2 separate regions of the Zea mays genome follow, and region 1 is linked to region 2. Evidence: chromatin contacts called from public Hi-C data. All regions are on one chromosome and are shown on one strand. Each heading gives the region's core, a stretch centred on a gene start, on an enhancer-like site or on the middle of the called end of the contact. The rest is flanking DNA. Distances are from core to core; before and after follow the strand shown.

The links. A called contact is a pair of places that touch in the nucleus more often than the background predicts.
Region 1: a Hi-C map of tassel shows a contact between it and region 2, with 4 times the contacts expected there. The contact joins the promoter of LOC100194343 here to the promoter of LOC103631960 in region 2. A contact is called at or near these places in 2 of 25 Hi-C or Micro-C datasets (ear and tassel).

Annotation. Positions count from the first base shown.
Region 1 is chr7:7,298,239-7,300,938 of Zm-B73-REFERENCE-NAM-5.0, reverse strand. LOC100194343 (putative carboxylesterase 15) reads left to right here and starts at 1,320. Exons shown (of 1, transcript NM_001139379.1): 1 at 1,320-2,603. The coding sequence starts at 1,377. The coding sequence ends at 2,432.
Region 2 is chr7:6,875,755-6,878,454 of Zm-B73-REFERENCE-NAM-5.0, reverse strand. It overlaps LOC103631960 (outer envelope protein 61), which reads left to right and starts at 1,254. Exons shown (of 10, transcript XM_008653814.4): 1 at 1,254-1,487; 2 at 1,751-1,981. The coding sequence starts at 1,407.

The DNA of each region.
Region 1 (2,700 bases), core at 71-2,570, 420 kb before region 2:
CGGATAGACGAGTACGGGTATGAGTGGGTACTACCCATACCCGCGAACCCGTGGGTAAAATATACCCGCATGATATCACTATTTACCATGTAATTAAGCCGTCTTAGCTAAAAGAAAATACTTCTCCGGTTATTGTTTGTTTACCTATCAAGTTATGTAATTAAATAGTTTGTTGTATATTAAATTGAACTACTTTTATGTGTTTGTTTGACATTTTTAGTGATTGACACATTAGTGTTTTAGACTTTTCTAGCGGGTACGGATAATACGATGGGTAAAATTATTCATATGGATACGGGTATGAGTAAGATTCTATACCGCGATCATATATAGATAACCTGGTAGGTAGAATTTTTTTACGGGTATAAGTATGAGATAATACTATCCAACGATATAACAAATCACTATTTTATGCAGTGCGGACAGCCTCACGCGGCTCACGCAGGCAGACGCGCCTTCTCCTCCCCTTCCTCTCGCCGATGTGCCTCCCAATGGCGACACGCCAATTGCTACCAATCAGTCCTCATTTCTTTGCAGCTGAATGTAGCTATCACTATCAGGCTAAAGAAAACCTTGCTAATTGCTAATCTGACATGGCGTGCCACACTCTTATATAAGGAAAAGAAAAGGCCACCACACAACACAATTTTACTATTTTTTTGAAACCTGAATAAAGAATATATGCACTGCTGATAAAAACAATTCATTACCAGTTTAGCACGAAAGACTAGCAAACTAAATTAATTATTGTACTATATATGGATTTTGAGATCGTAGTTTCCATGGAAATTTCAAAAGTGTGGCAGATTAAAGTTAACTGTTCGTACTGATGCAACTGTAATTTATAAAGATAAAAATACTTTATAAACAGTAGAATCGGATATAGATCAAAGCCAAGCGAACAGTCTGAATAATGGACAAGTCAAAATGCTGCAACGCTCTTTTTTTTTACCACAGGTTGGCTAGCTTAAGAGATGAAACTAAACAAGTGGAAGAAATAATTTGACTTCACAAAATCTGGAACTGGCTTACCGTGGACGGAGCCAGCAGCGGAGGCAAAGCGCCTCGACGAATGTGTCGGCCGGAGTTGTTTTGGAGAACCAAAACTTTTCCTGTTTATAGCTAAGGAATGAGAAATTTCTGAGGCTAACAAAAGTTAGGAAAGATTTAGGAGACCTGTTGGAGGCTTATTTTTTCTAATTTCCTATCTTTCTTTTTAATTTTTAGTTTGGGGATATTTTAAGAGAGTTTTTGGAGATGCTCTTAGCATATAAGAGGGTTTAGCTAGGCAGCTGGAGATCATCAGTTCAGTAAGTTCAGCCTTCTTGACTTGTACAGTTGTACTGAGGTAGGTCTCGTCTGAGTTGGCAACGACCATGCCTGCCGTCTCGGCCGCCGCCTGCTGCGCCGCCACAACGCCGGCAAACGAGGTGGCGGAGGACCTCCTCGGCTTCCTCCGCGTTCTCAGAGACGGCACCGTGCTCCGGTCGCCGGCGGACCCAGTGTTCTGCCCGGCCACCTTCCCCGGCAGCCACCCGTCCGTGCAGTGGAAGGAGGCCGTCTACGACAAGCCCAAGAACCTCCGCGTCCGCGTGTACAGGCCGACGACGCCGCCGGGGACGAAGAAGAAGCTCCCAGTGCTCGTCCACTTCCACGGCGGCGGCTTCTGCCTGGGGTCGTGCACGTGGGCCAACGTCCACGAGTTCTGCCTCCGCCTGGCCGCGGAGGCCGGCGCCGTCGTGCTCTCCGCGGGATACCGCCTGGCCCCCGAGCACCGCCTCCCCGCGGCCTTCGACGACGGGGCCGGGTTCATGCGCTGGCTCCGGGACCAGTCAGCGATCGGCGGCGCCGGCGCCTCCGACGCCTGGCTCGCGGAGGCCGCCGATTTCGGCCGCGTGCTCGTCACCGGCGACTCGGCGGGCGCCACGATCGCGCACCACCTCGCCGTGCGCGCCGGCTCGGCCGCGGCGGAGCCAGAGCCGGAGCCGGAGCCGGGCCTCCTCACGGTCCGCGGCTACGTTCTGCTCATGCCGTTCTTCGGCGGCGTCCGGCGCACGGCCTCGGAGGCCGAGTGCGCGGAGGAGGCGTTCCCGAACCTTGACCTGGTGGACCGGTTCTGGAGGCTGTCGCTGCCGGCCGGCGCCACCAGGGACCACCCGGCGTCCAACCCGTTCGGGCCGGACAGCCCTGACCTGGGCCCGGTGGACTTCCGGCCCGTGCTCGTGGTGGCCGGCGGCCTCGACCTGATACGCGACCGCACCGTCGACTACGCCGAGCGGCTGGCGGCGATGGGCAAGCCCGTGGAGCTCGCCGAGTTCGCCGGCATGCCCCACGGGTTCTACCTGCACCAGCCGGGGTCCCAGGCCACCGGCGAGCTCATCCAGACCGTCGCCCGGTTCGTCCACGTCGTTGCGCCAGAGGCTGCGGCTTAATTTACTCGGCATATGCATGCATCCGTGCATGTATCCCGTTTCTTGTCGTCGTGTTGTGGTTCACTCGTATACCTCATCTTTTTTCTCTTATGAAATTCTTGTAGAGTAAAACCCTTCTCTCTCTGATGTCTCGGTTGAATGATCCAAATAATGGACCACTGGTTTGGGATTTTTAATTCCATTCTGCTAGTTCAGACTTCAGAGGTAACGCTAGGGGAAGCTAGCGTTTGGTTCTAAAATATGGTGGAACGGAGTAATTTGTTATTGT
Region 2 (2,700 bases), core at 5-2,504:
GATGAGATAATACCTAATATCATGTTTGCTGATGGTGTTTGTACTATGATTTACCTTCTTGGGGTACCCCATCGTCCATCCTTTTATAGTCCAAAGAAATACAATGGTTTACATGATATGTATCCATGTCGGTTACAAAATAGGGAATGTAACTGAGTCTGTCCTGAACTTACATGGAGTATAACTCTATCTTTAGATGTGTTTTTTCTTATCTATCTAGATCTAACTATATATGTTAGGACCTAGGTCATATCTCATAATCTAATATGATATTTACCATGTTTATCCTTTCAGAATCCTTATGGTAGTAGGCCCTCCTTATGATTTTGCCGTCTAAGTCTTTGGACTCTCGGTCGAGCCTATAGACCAATCTCCCGTTGTCTTTATCTCATAGAAGCTTGATCTCAGTACCCATGGTACATATTATGGACACACCCTTTCCCTTGGGTATTTTGATCCTTTCAAAGATGTTGTAAGAGTGAACCATCTCTTGATACTATGAAAGCTTGAGATTATGTGAAGTAAAAATGTAATGTACTACTCAATAACAATATTGTCGGTACCCCATAACTGAGGTACTCATTTCTACTGTGTCAAGACAGAGACCCCACAAATCAAATTTTGTGTGTGAACCCGAATCTAACGGGTTGAATATCTGACCTGTGGGTAAAATTGCCCAGATGGCCAAGACGAGTTTCCCAAGGACCAGCGTGTGGTTCCCACATGGCCACACACATGCCCAGTCAAGTAAGAGCTGATTTGGTGACTAGAGAATTAAAGAGGATCCAAGTGAGAGTAAATAGGAAGGGATTACTCCTCCATAAGGGCTTGTTCGGTTATTTTCAATCCATATGGATTGGAGGGGATCGATACGGATTGGATGAGATTTTGACTTACTAGGGATTAAAATCCCCTCAATCCTCCTCAATCCATATGGATTGGGGTAGAACCGAACAAGCCCTAAATCCCTTCCAATTTGATGGTAGCTCTAAGTTCTTGTTCGGTTACATCTAGATCTCGAAGAGAATTGAGAGTGATTAAAATCATCTTTTATTTAATTTTGACTAGTTTAGTTCTCTACAGTCAATTAGGCCATTTTACTGTAGTATTCACTCGCCAAGCCCAAGCCCAAACCCAAGCCCAATCCGGCGGCCTGACCAGGAGAGACGGTCGGACGGACACGGAGTTCGATTCCGTTTTCTTCGCGATGACGCCCTCTTTTTCGCCTATAAAAACAAACAAACAAATAAAGATTTTAAACTCGATCAGCGTTAAATAGGGAGAGAGAGAGAGAGAAAAAGGAAAAAAAAAACGCGGCGCAGAAGCCAGAAGAACCAGCGAGCCAACTCCCAACCTCTCGCCCGATCTCGATCTCGATCTCACGGGCGCCGCCGCCGCCAGCGACGATGGATCCAGAGATGCTGCGGCTGGCGCAGGAGCAGATGCGCCGCATGTCCCCGGACGACATCGCCCGGATGCAGCAGCAGGTACCGTCGCCCGCCCGCCCGTCCGCACGCACACCCGATCCTCGTCTCGCGCGTCCCCGATTCGCCACGGCGGGCGGCACAACTGTTTCTGTTTCGGTGGTCTATAGGTGGATGTAGATCGTGGAAAGTAAACGCATTGTTTGAGGCATCCGGCATCCTTTTCCCCTGCGCTTCTTTACTTAATGTTGTCTGCTATGTCCTGAGGAAGCGTGCATAGATGCAAGAGATTGACAAAGTCCTTGTTGCTACTTGGATACCTGCAGCTGATGTCTAACCCTAACCTAATGAGGATGGCGTCTGAGAGTATGAAGAACATGAAGCCTGAGGACTTAAGGCGAGCTGCAGAGCAACTGAATCAAACAAGACCGGAGGATATGCGTGATATGACCGAGAAAATCGCCAACACTACTCCGGAGGAGTTTGCTGCTATGAAGGCGCAAGCAGATGCTCAAATGTCCTATGCGATGTCTGGTGCTAAGATGTTAAAGAAGCAGGTTAGTGAAAAAATGTGCATCATTTTGTTTCTGTTATTTGTTTGTTATGATTAGCAAGCTTATCTGTTGTGAATTTGTGATGAGTCTCCGTGGCTCATATTATATATATTTGTAGAATATGCTAGTACTTTTATTGCTTTCAGTGCTTTCGTTTTGGCTCACACAGAACAAATTTTCTCTTATCTGTTGTGAATTTGTGATGAGTCTCCGTGGCTCATATTATATATATTTGTAGAATATGCTAGTACTTTTATTGCTTTCAGTGCTTTCGTTTTGGCTCACACAGAACAAATTTTCATTGCTCAGACAGACCTCAAAAAAAAAGACAAAATCACATAGAAAATGCACTATGTTAACTGAATTTGTGAGTGTTATTTGGAGACCTGTCTTTGAAACAATATTATCTTCAGTTTGTGCTATCAAAGTGAAGGTAGGCCTCACATATTAATGTTTGTTTTGGATTTAAATTGTCATGTCATGGGCCAGACATGGTCATGTCTATCGCTAGTCGGAGGGACAAGTCTTGAATATTTGTTGTTCACTTGCTTGAGTGTTGGGGGATGTGTTTTTCCTGGATTTGGACATTAATGATGAAAATAGAACTACATGTTCCTGTATAACTTAAGAAATTAAACCACACAGGTTATGGATTGACATCTTCCTTATATTAATCTTGCTATACTTATAATTTTTGTGCTGACTAGCTCTTGTTCACTAGA